Regions from separate parts of the Rattus norvegicus genome. Here region 1 is linked to region 2. A link is a contact called in public Hi-C data. All regions are on one chromosome and are shown on one strand. Each heading gives the region's core, a stretch centred on a gene start, on an enhancer-like site or on the middle of the called end of the contact. The rest is flanking DNA. Distances are from core to core; before and after follow the strand shown.

Region 1 (6,664 bases), core at 262-2,761, 200 kb before region 2:
TACTCCCTGCTCTCCGACCCCGCCTCACCTCTCGCTCCGCCCGTCCGGCCCCTTCCCTACCCCCTGCGGGACTGGCCTGCGCGCTCGGCTGCAACCACGTAGGAGGCGGCGGCGGCGGCGGCAGCCCGGGCAGTGGCGGCGTCTCGGGCCCCGAGTGAACGAGCCGCGGGGCTCCGGGGCACATCCCAATCCCCGCAGCGCCTCCTCCGCCGCCGCCTCCTCCTTCCCCTCCTCCCGTCTTCATTCACCCTCCCTGCCGCCGCGCAGGAGAGCAGTCCCGGCGCAGGGCAGCGCCCGCAGCTCCTCCGCTACTGCCGCGGGCGCCGGCAGGGACGCCGGGCCGAGCTGGGGCGCTCGCGGGCTCCCGGCTCCCGGCTCCCGGCTCCAGCTCCGGTGGCGGCGGCTGCCGCTGCTGCTGCTGCTGCTTTGGATCAGGAAGCGGCCGCACCAACAGGGCGGCGGTGGCGGCTGCAGCTAGGGCCGGTCCCTGTCGCCTCTCCCACTGCGCTGCGATGGCCCGCGTGCCCTTGCCCCCTGAGCCGCCACCTCTCCGCGCCCCCGAGCCTCCTGCAAGTCCCCTCTAGGTCCCCTCCTGGCCCCGAGACGCTGGCCTGGGCGGGGAGACCCCAAGCTCGGGGTTGCCTCTCTCAAGCTAGGCGACCCCGGGCGGGGAAGCCCAGCCCTCCCTCGAGCCCCCGCAGCGCTCGCCGCCCCCACTCGGGAGGGGGGCTGTTGAGGAGTGAAGAGGGCAGCGCGACCCTCCGCGGCTGCCGCCTCCCCCTACGCCACACGGAAGGAGGAGGACGGGGCTCTATGCGCTCGCCGCCGCCGGACCAGCAGCAGCCGGAGCGGGGCGCCGCCGTTCTCCCCACCCGCGCCCCCCGCCCGGGCGCGCCCCCTCTCCTGGCGGCCGCCCACCCAGCCCCTAGCTGCTCCCCTTGCTAGCCGCTCCTGCTCCCAGTGGGGGTCCCGAGCCGGGAGGCAGGAGCCGGGCACTGGTGTATGTACACAGTCACACATACACTCGCGCGCGCCTGCACACACACCACACACACACACACACACACACACACACACACACACACACACACACACACACACACACACCACGACGCGTCGGTTTCCTTCGCTCCTCTTCCAGCTGTTTTCCGTGCAGCCCATTGAGACTGGGGGAGGGGGGTTTTATGCTGGATGTTTCTTTGGCCCCCTCTCCGGAGAGAGCGGATTGGGGTGCGGGAGGAGGTGATTTTAATCTAAATCGGGGGGAGGGGGAGGGGGGAGAGAAAGAATCAGAGGAGGAAAAAAAATAGCCACTTACTGTAAAGTGTAAATGGATCTGGGGTTGCGTGGGGAAGGGGGAACAGAGGGAGAGACACAGTGTCCTGCGGCTGTTGTAGCTCTAGCTGCGGCTCCACGGGGCTTGTTTTGGATCCCCCTGCAGTGAAACAGGTCCTGTACGGCTCCTCCACTGTAGTAGAAATGATGTCTGCGGTATACTCTGCTCTCTCCTCCTCCTCCTCCTCCCCCCTCCCCTCCCTCCTCCCTCCGCCCGCCCTCCCTCCCTCGCGCTCTCTCTCGCGCTCGCTCGCTCGCTCCAGTATGTAAATGTGTAATAGAAGCCAAATATGGAGCAGTTGGCTGCCGCCGCCGCAGCTCAAGGATCCGACTTCATGGGGGGGGGGGGGGGGAGAGGCACCCTCTGGCAGGCGGCCCGGCGAGCCGCACAGAGCACGGCGAGCGCACGGCGCGGCTGCCGGCCCGCGCCCTTAACCCTTCTATGCACCCGGGCTGGGGCAGCGCTCGCTCCAGGGGAGGCCGGGTGTCTCTCCGCAACTGCGACTCCAGATCCCGGACACCGACCGGAGGGAACTGTGCCTTCCAGGTTTGAGAAAGGGGCGGGGAAGTTGGGGCGATGAGGTCATTGGAGTGGTGACCGATCGGTGCTCGCGCGCCTCCCCGGCTCCCTGCAACCTAGTTGGAGGGGGACAGGGTGAGTGCAGGGTGCAACTCAGGCAACCTGGGAGACTCAGAGCAACGGGTGTCAGGCTTTGACTCCCACCTGGTAAAATACCCAAGGGGGCGGGGAAGTCGGCTGATTCTAATTACGAAGCACCCAGGGTGCCCCTGGTGAGCATCTAAGAGGACTCTTTGTATCCCCGCGGTTAACTAGCCAGCCCGCCAGTCCTGAGCCACCCGATGCTAGGCCGGTGCCTTCTGCCTTGGCTTGCAACTCCGGAAAGTTCTCAGGCTTCCCCAGCTTGCACCGGCACCCTCACCTTTCCTGCCTGGACAAGCTGGCGACCTCCTGGGCCTCCTTTCAAATTCTGCTGGTCTAGAAATCTGCTATGAGCATCGAACGTCTCAGCTCTAGCCCTGGTAACCGAACTGCTGCTCACTCCTCACAGCTAACTGTGGACCATTCATCTCATCTCAAGTGAGGTAACCCGTGCACTGAGCAGTGGATGGTGGTTCTCGGGAATCCAAGGCGAAAGAACTTCCCACCTTGGCCCGGTGGCTAAACGCAGACGCGGAGTCCCCACCCGCCCCCTCCGGCTACACCTCAGCCGGGTGTGAGCTCCGTGGGAAGGAATCTTCTCCGGAGGAGTGCACCTTGCCAACAGGTGTGGCATCCGAAGGAAGAGCCCGCACCTCCCCAGGAGGGTCGCTCGGTGTGGCGATCTCTTTGCTGCAGATAATTCTTGAAGACCAGTAGGTGTCAGGCCAGCATCTGACCTCTTTCAGGTGCTTAAAACTAAGAGTCTGGAAACTTGATCCCTTGGTCTCGCTGGAAGCCACTACTATTGACTGTAGCTGGATTTGAGAGACCTTTTGGCTCAGTTTACGTAGGACCTAACAGTTAGTCACTATCTGAAGCAGCGTACAGAGTCACCGAGAGAAACGTGTGAGCTTTTAAACTACTGTATTGTGGAGCCCGCACTTCAGAAGTTAAAAAAGAAATGCCGTGTGTGTGTGTGTGTGTGTGTGTGTGTGTGTGTGTGTGTGTGTGTGTGTGTGTGTGTAGGATACAAATCTATTCTCAGGTTTTGAAACACCGTGCACACATCCACGGTTGTTTAAATAGAACTACAACTGTTCTCTTCCCCCTCCCCGCCCCCACCGCCCCTCTCCCCCGTAACTGTGTTGTTCACTTAAAGATCCATGATTGTTAGACTTCATATGCTAAAGTGACATTACTGGTCTCCTTACAGCCTCTAGTGGACGGTTAAAGTGAGTTTCCTGTGGAGGCTCTGTCTAGTTTTGTTTTCCCTTCTGCACTTTCTCCAGGTGAAGGTTAATAGTTCAGAGCTTAACTGACTGCTATCTTTCACTCCCTCTTGGTAAAGCTGTCTTTGAAACTGAACAGAAGCTTGTTGGCTGCGTGTGGAAGAGAGGCGTCTGCTTTGTGCTACAGGTATTGTTTCTGCTGGCCTGTGAAATCGACAAAGCTTCTGTTAATTCGCTTCAGTTGCAGACAGCTTTCATAAAAAAAATAAATTTAATCTAAAATATTTTTATAACAGAAAATATTGGTTGCCATGTTTTTGGCGTAACTGAGATGTTTTTATTCCAGCTCATAATTTGCAAACTGTCCAATCCACCTCCACTCTATTTTTAGACATCTTAGATTTAGAAAATTTTCAAGGGAAATAACTAATATTGTAATTATTACGTTGATGCAAGCGGTTAATTTGCGTTATTTTAACAACCTTAAACATATTAAAACACATAATTCATATTAGACTTAGTCAATTAATTTAAATGTTCCCTGAAGAAAGCTAAATATGTACATAATCCACACAGTAAAAATAATTAATAAGAAATGTGTTGTTTACTTTCCTAGCCATTAAGATTAAAGCCATAAACTGTCACACACACACACACACACACACACACACACACACACACTACCTACAGTTATTGCTTCCTGCAAGGTCCAACAGAGACATAATAATCATGAAGCAATTTCATTACTTGAATACTGAGCTGTTTTGTTTCCCGAAGACAAAATGTCAAATACATCATCCCAGAAGTAACAAGAGCGGTTCTTTAAAAGCAAAAGTTCTTGTGTGAATAAAACCTCGATGGAAAGAGAACAGGGTTTTCAAGGTGGCAGGTGTGTAGCACCAGCTCTTAAACCCAAATCTGAAATTATATTTGTACAACTATCAGTCAAGCTGTGTAGTGAAGTAAAACTGAGGAAGAGGCCCCCCTGTGCTTTACTCTTAATCGGTGTTACATATATTTTAATGTAAAAAGAAATTTTAGTACCTTCTATTTATTTTTAAAGATATATATCTTAAATACATTAACACATAAGATATATTAATATATTAATATATTTTAAAATAAATAGAAAATACATAGAAGGTACCAATCTCTCTCTCTCTCTCTCTCTCTCTCTCTCTCTATCTCTCTCTCCCTCTCCCTCTCCCTCTCCCTCTTCCTCTATCTCTCCCACCCCTCTCTCTCTTATCACTTTCTGATTATTCCTTTCCTCTTATCACTTTCTGATTATTCCTTTGAGACAAGGTCTCTACCTGAACTTAAGGGTCCTATTTTCTAGACTAAGCCGGAAATCAACAAACCTAGTCTTTACCTCCTGTCTCTTCCCCCTCCAAGTTGAGGCTACAGGTATGTGGGATGCCCCACACTCCCCCCCACCCCCGTCCTACAACAAGTGCTCTCAAGTCTCAAGCCATGTCTCTACCCCACCTTCTCTGTTTTACTGGTCTTATCCTGTCTGCTCTTGAAAGGTTAAAATGGTCTAGCAACTGTGTACTAAGTCACAAGACTCTTAAGTCACACTTCTGCATTTAAAAGCAACATAGTTAATGTAGCAGCAGCTGCAGCAGCACCAAGGGAATTTTAGACTTTCAGAGTCCAGGATCCTACCGCACACTAGGCAGGCCAAGTCTGCCTTTGAACTAGCTGCTGAGGACAGACCCATCCCAGCATGAAGAACACTGCTCTGTCCTTCAGGACTCTGCCTGGGCACATTTGGCCCCACATACAGAACTTAATTCCCCAATGAATTACCTTTATGCTAATTAATTTTACCAATAGGGAAAAAAAAAACCCTCACATTGCACTTGGACCTCTACATCCTCAAATTTAATCAGCTTCCGGTAGAAGAAAATATTTTTAAAAGTCATCTGTACTGAATACCTGTAGACTTTTCCCTCATGGTTGTTCCAGGCACAGAGCAGAGTGAGGAGTGTTTCCACTGTACTAGAGACTGCTGATAACTTAGTTATACTGTAAACTTAAATGACTTAGCATGTAAAGCTCGCAAAGCACATAAGAGCACGTGAGTGCACAGTATCCAAACACTATGCTTATGCAGTCTAAGATTTGGGTGTCTCACTCAGAGAGACCCTAAAGCTCGCCCTCATATTTCAGGGGTGACCATGTATACACATGAAGAAAATAGCACTCCATCCTTGAAGAGCCCTGTGTCACCAATTGTAGAAACGTCCCAGGAGTGAGTGAACTGGGGTCTTGGCTATAAATGTTTTCTCTGAGGCAGTAGAGGGAGCACAAGAGTACTTAATACAACCAGTGTACACAGGGTCCACTGTGACAGATTTTAAATTATAGTATATGTTTGCACTGGAAGTAGCCCGTTATGTCATTCAGAACACAAGGAAACAAAACAAAACAAAACAAAAAAGCTTACAAACATTCACTGCCTACTAGATTACAGCAACTAAATAATTGAACAGATTGCAAATTACATAAAATAAGAGATACAGTCATTTCGAGTTCTAGGCTTGCATTCTTCCAGTGGACTTCAGAAGTCCTGCTTGGAAAAGACGCCTTATTGCCTGGAATGCACAAAAGCCATTTTGATGCCCAACACCGCACTGGGCATGTTGGCACACACCTGTAATCCCCCGTGAGGATGGGAAAGTCCAAGGCATCTTTCCTGAACTACTTAGGAGTTCAGGTTCAGCCTAAGATACAGGAGATGTTGTCTTAATTAGTTAAAAATCCCCCCCACCCCCACATCAAAGGACTTCCTGGCCTGGTGATATCCCTCAGAAGTTAAAAGAGCTTGTAAACCAAGAACGAGGCACCAAGCTCAACTCCAGAATTGTAAAGAACAAACCCAACTCCAGCAAGTTGTCCTCTGACCCCCAGAGTGCCCCCTCTCACGGACATCCACGCAGTAAATAAATGAACGGGATATGACGTTGTTAATAAAAAGGCAGGGAGGTGTGAGTTTTCTCTTGTCAAAAATCAGGATGATACTTCAGAATGAGACAACCCTGCCTGAGGGGAACTAATGCATAAGCTAGAAAGGGAGTTGGTTCATCGACAGTAGACTCAGTAAACTGGTTTCCAGTCAAACACATTGGTTAAAAAGCTAACACATTTTGTCACACTTTCAAAACTGTCTTACTATATTGCCTTGTCATGATAGCCATCTATGTCTTGATTATACTTATGCAGTATTCCATACTGGTCATATATATATATATATATATGTATATGTGTGTGTGTGTGTGTGTGTGTGTGTGTATCTATATATATCCTTAAATACTTCCTTATGGTGGGTTCAGACACATGTCAAAGCCAACACTGAAATTTGGAAGCTACACACTGAGTGAGGCCTGGTTGATATTGAGTAAGTTTCTATCAGTTGAGGGAAGATTTCATTACA
Region 2 (6,679 bases), core at 3,012-5,511:
GGAGGGAGGGAGGGAGGGAGAGGGAGAAAGGGAGAGAGAGGGAGAGAGAGGGAGAGAGAGGGAGAGAGAGAGAGAGAGAGAGACAGAGACAGAGACAGAGACAGAGACAGAGAGAGAGAGACTGACTCAGCTCTAAACAAGATGTCTCCGTCAAACCCCTCCCCTCAGAGCTCAGGCAACCCTGCTGAAGAGGAGGCAGAAAGAATGTAACAGCCAGAGTGAAGGGAGGACACCAGAAGAACAGGGTTCTCTGAAAAAACTGAGCCAACTTTGCATGAGCTCACAAGCACTGAAGCAGCAATCACAGGGCCTACGGAGGTCTGCACCAGGTCCTCTGCTTCTAATTATAGCTTTCAGTCTAGAATTTTTAAGGAGACTCCTGAGTGTATGAATGAGTATGTCTCTGGTTCGTGTGCCTTCTCCTGGGGATCTTTTATTTTTCTCTCCGTTTGACTTGTCCAACTCTGATGTATTAAGTTTTTGTTTTCCCTTAGTGTATTTTATTTTGACACTTTTGTTGGTATCTCCTAGGACCCTGTTCTTCTCTAAAGAGAGACAGAAAGGGGGTGGACCCAATGGGAGGGGAGGGGAGCAGGAGCTGGGAGAAGTAGAGGAGAGGGGAACTTATTCAGATAACCTTCCATGAGAAAAGAACCTATGTTTAACAAAAGAGAACAATATCAGAAAAGAGATCGTTAATAATTTCTAGCATAAGAGACAGGATAAAGAAGTAGATTTGTAAATGAGTTTTATCAAGTCAACATTTCTTGAATTCTACACATTCTGCATTATGTTTCTTGGACAGGCTACTATTTTTTTTTCCACTAGGGATCATTTATCTAGCCTAGATAGTCAGAGGTAAATCAAAACTACCCTTGATTTCTTTGGTAGGCGGAGCAGGGGCAGAGGAAGGACTCTGCAGAGAAGACCAGAGGAGCTGTAAAGCCATTTGATTCACTTTAAACTCTTAAGTAGAGAGGCTGTAGGGATGGCTCAGGGGTTAAGAACTCTGACTGGCCTGGCAGAGGAACTGGTTTCAATTCTCAACACCCACGTGACAGCTCACACGTATCTGTAACTCCAGTGCCAGGTGACCCTGTGTCCTCTTTTGTCTTTCAAGGGCACCAATCACATGCTGCACAGATACACACATAGGCAAAACACCCATACACATAAAATAAAAATTGATAGAAAAACAAAAAAAAAACTTAAGTAAAACATGACAACTTGGATTAACAAATAGAAAACTTTGTATGCATGTAAGGACATCTTATGAAAGAAGTTGGGGTGGTTCAAAGGGGGCTGAGGGGAAAGACAAGATCAGTAGAGGAAGGAGTTCCGAAGGAAGAGAAGGCAGGAGGGCAGATGAGGTGGCGCCCTCTGTCGCACTCTCTGCCACATCCACCCCACATCCCACCTCATACCTCACCCAAGACTCACTCGCTGACTTCTTAGCGAAAAATTCCAGACTTCATGGTGGCAGTTTAACAATATAAAATGAGATGGCTTTCCTGTTAACTTCTTAATATTTCATTGTTTTCCCTTGCCTACAGAAGTGGGGTGGTCCCCCCTCCTCCTCCTTCCTTCCCGAAATGCTGCACTTATGACTAAAACCTAACGTGCCCATTTTATCAAGCACCAGTCAGTTAGATGACAGAGAAATCAGATAACACTTGGAGGGGGAAATGGTCTATGTATCTTATAATCACGGTGTAGGGAAATTGTGATATGCTTTTAGAAAATTATTCATCTTCTTGTGAAACTCAGGAAGGTTCTTATTTCTCTCACCCCCCGGACAGGTGACAGTAACCTAAGGATGCACAAGGAATGTCACTCATCGGTGCTGAATTCCCCAGGGTAAACCAGTGACAGAACCAAAGCACAGCGGTAATAGTAAGACAGGGTACAGGTGTCGTCAAAACAGCGTTGTTTCAACCAATGAAGAAGTATATACACAGTGGGGGACCTCTGAGACTGTATTGAAATCGGGAAACTCTTGGAGCTTCATGACATTAATGTCATAGTAAAATAGACCATGTATTTGTGACCATGGTTATGTGAACTAAACCACCAATCTGGCCCTTATGTAAAGGTTCACCCTAAAAACTATATACATACACAGTACTTGATAATGATGATGTCTGTCATTTCAGGGAAGTCATGACAGGAACTCACACAGCTAACCACATCACAGCCACAGCTGAAGACAGACTGGATCTCACCCACACAGGCTACCTGCTTAATTGTGCCCAGACAGCTTTTTTTTCACTACTCATCAGTTCAGTGCTAAGCCTATGAAATTGTCCCAACTGGTGTTCAGGGCGGACCTTCCCACCTCTGTTAATAATCAAAAACAAATCCCCTACAGATATGGCCACAGGCTGGTCTAGATAATTCCTCATTAAGACCCTCTTCCCAGGTGATCCTAGGTTTAAGCAGATAGTTAAAACTGATCAGCCTGGTTTATCATATTGGGGTTGGGGGAGCTTACTGTAAACATGGTGTATTACTCTTCAGTGGACCTTTTCACCCTGTGTTTATGCTTACAGTATGTGTTGATAGCATCGTTCTCTGGTGCTTGATTTAAGCTCATGCTTTGTTCATCCTGGACCCTAAATATAAAAAAAATCCACTGCTGATGTGACTAGCAAGAGGTCACATGGAGTAATTGACCTGGAAATGAAATTTTAAGTGATTAAGGACTATGGAGGTGAAAAATCGATGGCGGTTATTGCTCTCCAATCAAGCATGCCCCAGCTCGAAGCTACGGTCTTGAAAAATGTGTACAAGGGGATCGAAGCTGCTTAAGGATCTGATTTGTGGAAGTCGCTAGAAGGTGGCAATGGAATCCTAGCACTTGGGAGACAGAGACAAAAGGACCAGAAGTGTAGCGTCATCCTTGGCGACATGGGGAGTTAAAAGCCAACCCGCACTCTCTGAACTTCTATTTCCAAAAACTAAAAACTACCTAGATGAGGCTGGGTAAGATTTGGAGGAACCTCCAATGGCCTGGATCAAAGACCAGACAGAACTACAATGTATCCAAGCAGCAAGACAATGGGGACCATTTGCTGGACCCGCCCACAAGGTTGAGGTTCCAGGTGGTTTGAGCTAATCAAGGAGTGTTATTTTGTTACTCGATGTCAGAACAAGCAGTGGGTCTCCCAGGGCTGATGGCTCTTAGATACTCTGTGGAAGCTGACTGCCGGAGGGAGCTACTTGTAGAATAAGATCTTTAGTATGGATAGTATCTCCCTGTTCTGGAAATGGAGACCCGGAAAGCAGTCCCATCCGTAGGGAGGTAGAATTGGTGATCACTTTAAAGCTTTTAGACAAGGCAAGAGTCTTCTTTAAAAGCAGTGTTGATACAGGGCTGTAAATCGAGGCCCTTTTGCCACCTGGCATGATGGCATGGTGGCATGGTGAGGACCCCAGGACCTCCCAGCATGGCCTTCCAGTGTGTCAATATGCACCCTACTGGTGGCCTGCAGGAACAGAGAGAGGGCAAAGACAGTCCAACTCTGCTCCCTGGTGTCCCGCCAACTCCTTATGCCAGACCAAGAAGACCGTTTGGAAAATGGTTTTTGATGCTTTGCTTGTGTAGGTGCGTGTACACAAGTTGACTCAATGATGTCCCGATGACACATTTCAAACCTGGTAACATGTGACCATACTCCGGACCTGTACCAGGCACTAGTCCAAGTACTTTGTGTCTATCCACACCTGTGAGGTGGGGTCTATCCGTCCCATTTTCTATGTGAGTAAACTGAGGTTCAGAGGGTTTAAGTCATGACTAATCGATGTCAGATCATCAGGAGTCCAGCTGCACATGCTCCTGAATATAGCCTTTTGATCATGGTGCCTTGCCTTTGAAGTTTGCCAGTAGGTCTAAACGCTACTTTAGAAACTGCTGATGGCATGTGCGAGCTTGCTTTTAGAGGGTTGGCAGCCAGAATCTCAACTCATCCACACTGTGCTAGCTTGCTTCCCAGCATCTGCACACACCCCTGAATGTTTATAACTGACACAGCCACTTGAATCAGTCACTGTCAACTCCCATCCGCATTCTGCCCCAAAATGCCCACATGACACCATGCTAGGCTCTCAGCCATGCAGGGCGCACATTATCTACGATTTCTTCTCTTCCCACCCGCCTGCCGCATTTGTCCGATCCCCTAACTTACTGTTTCATAGGGCTGCTGTGGGCTCATGAAGTCTCTCAAGTAGGATCTGATTGCTGCCTCTACCTTAAGCTTGGCCCATTTGCAAAAGCCAGTGCTGTTTTTAGTACAGTGCCCAGCTCAGAAAGTCCCCGAGGATCAGAGAAGCGGCTTGTTCATGGAAATCTTTCTCCATACATCACCGATCTGAGGCATAATCTGTAATTGCGTACATACAATGCACTCAGTGGTCACATGTTCCCCCTCCCACTTCTGGGAAACTAGAGCTGGGAAAAAAATATTCAGAACCTTAACTGGGCTCTTGCTGGTGAAGCAGAAGATTTCAGGTGAGCAGTGGATTCGCAGAGTGGATGCAGTGACCTTTGTGATTTGCAGTGTTTTCATTCTGCAGCTTGCACGGCAGGGACCCTGACTTCAGAAGCTCTGATGGCCTGAGGCTGTGTTGGAGAGAAAAAGAAATAAAGACAGCCTGCCCTACTTCCAGCTTGTCTAGTAATCTCCCTGTGCAGCTGGGAACCTGAACCGGGCAAGACTGTGTGGATGAGCGACCTCTAGTGGCTGTGATTGGGAAGTGCTCCCCGGCTTTGAAGACTGCTCTTGAAGGCTGTAAGACAGGTTTGTGTCCATCCTCGGCTGCGCCGCAGGAAGATTTAGATGAGATATAAACATACAAATGTAAGGAGCTTATCCTTCAGGCCGAGGAAGTCAGAAGAACACACGGCTTCTCTACTGAGTTGATTGCGTAGGAACTTCCTAGGAGGCAAAGTAGGTAACTCAGGAAGCTGAGCCCAGAGGGACAAAGGAACTTTAGAGAACTGTCCGGTGGAAGGCCATCTTTGGATAGGAGAATAGCCCAAAGCAGGCAGGAGAGGGAAAGAATTCCTGATGCGTGCAAAAGGGATTTCAAGGGAAAAGGATCAAGTCTGAGTAATATTGGGTTGCCTGTAAAGTAGGCCTGAGCTGGGAAAACAGTTCAGTCTGGTGTGTGTGTGTGTGTGTGTGTGTGTGTGTGTGTGTGTCTGTCTGTCTGTCTGTCTGTCTGTCTGTCTGTCTGCCTGCCTGCTTGTCTGCTGTCTGTCTACCTGTGTGTGTCTGTATATCTGTGTACCTGTGTGTGTCTCTTTGTGCTTGTGTGTGTGAATGTGTGTATCTGTGTGTGAGTGTATATGTTTCTCTGTGTGTGTGCATGTGTGTGTGTGTGTGGCTGTGTCTGTATCTCTATGTCCCTGTGTGGGTCTCTATGTGTCTTTAAGTGTGTCTGTGTGTGTGCCTGTGTGTCTCTGTGTGTGTGTTGTGTCTCTGTGTGTGTCTGTGTGTGTAGGTGTATCTGCATGTGTGCCTGTGTATGTCTGTGTGTGTGTGTGTTTGTGTGTGTGTCTTTAAGTGTGTCTGTCTGTGTTTGGGTCTGTGTATGTGTTTTTATGTGTCTGTATGTCTGTGTCTGTCTGAGTCTTTAAGTGTGCCTGTGTGTCTGTATGTCTGTGTCTGTGTGATCTGTGTATCTTTAAGTGTGTCTCTGTGTCTGTGAGTCTGTGTCTGTGTGTGTCGTTAAGGATGTCTGTGTGCGCACCTGTGTGTGTCTCTGTGTGTATCTGTGTATGTGTCTCTGTGTGTCTGTGTGAGTCTTTAAGTGTGCCTGTATATCTGTGTGCCTATGTGTCTGTGTGTGTGCCTGTGTGTGTCTCTGTCTGTGTCTGTGTATGTGCCTGTGACTGTGTGTGTATGTGTATGTATCCGTGTGAGTATTCACACACACACACACACACACACACGCTCAGTAGCGTGCTTATGAAGATCAGAAGATAAGAGTTGGTTCTCTTAGCCCTGCAGTGAGTCCAATAATTAAACTTGGGTCATCAGGCTTGGTAACAAGAACCTTAGCCCCCAGAGCCACCTCACTTGTCGACTTGGGCTCCTGGTGATATACCCTTCTTGGACCACCCCTGCGAAAAACTATCTCATCTCCCAGCCTGGGCAACTCCTTTGCCCCAAATGTACGTGTGGCACATTTTGTTCCAATGACAAAAACACCAGGGTCTGTGAGCTCAACCCCACCAGGGCTGAATAGTTAACACAGGTGAGTGAAATAGACAGCAAGGAAGACTCTGGCATTCCAATGCTGCTAATTTTAATTTTCAGCTTTTAGTCACATTGGCCAGCCTAGAGTAGTGAGTACAGGTGGAAAGAGTAGAGGTTATGAAGTCAAAAGGAGAATTAAAGCCTGTGGAGGCAGGGGAGTCCCTGAAATAATCCAAGAGTAAGACAAGAATGAAACCCAGTTCAGTGCGACTCAGTATCCACCACTGGCTCAAGCTCTGAGAGTCTCACTTCAGTTCATTTATTTAAGCACTGCACAATTTGGGGAGAGGAGAGGGTTCTGATGACAATTAACCCAGTCCTAAGTGTACAACAAATTTAAGGCAAATTGAGATTCTTTACAAAGTGCATCTGGCTTCTTTCTCAAAGATGGGTATCGTTGACTCAGAGATGGTGCCCAA

What was found. Hi-C and Micro-C count contacts between places; a contact is called where the count stands out from the background.
Region 1: a Hi-C map of the Rat2 cell line shows a contact between it and region 2, with 3 times the contacts expected there. The contact joins the promoter of Atxn1 here to the enhancer-like site in region 2. A contact is called at or near these places in 9 of 12 Hi-C or Micro-C datasets (the A7r5 cell line, the Rat2 cell line, Schwann cells and 5 more) and 1 of 1 datasets of contacts at active chromatin or transcription factors (oligodendrocytes).

Annotation. Positions count from the first base shown.
Region 1 is chr17:18,938,616-18,945,279 of GRCr8, reverse strand. Atxn1 (ataxin 1) reads right to left here and starts at 1,511. Exons shown (of 9, transcript NM_012726.3): 1 at 1,319-1,511.
Region 2 is chr17:18,739,998-18,746,676 of GRCr8, reverse strand. It overlaps LOC108348532 (a long non-coding RNA gene), which reads left to right. Exons shown (of 4, transcript XR_001841837.3): 4 at 1,800-3,245. Among named protein-coding and RNA genes, the nearest start is that of Stmnd1, 120 kb to the right of the region's middle. Within about 2 kb of position 4,261, at least 10 of the 93 cell types and tissues checked have an H3K27ac peak or open chromatin away from gene starts, as enhancers often do.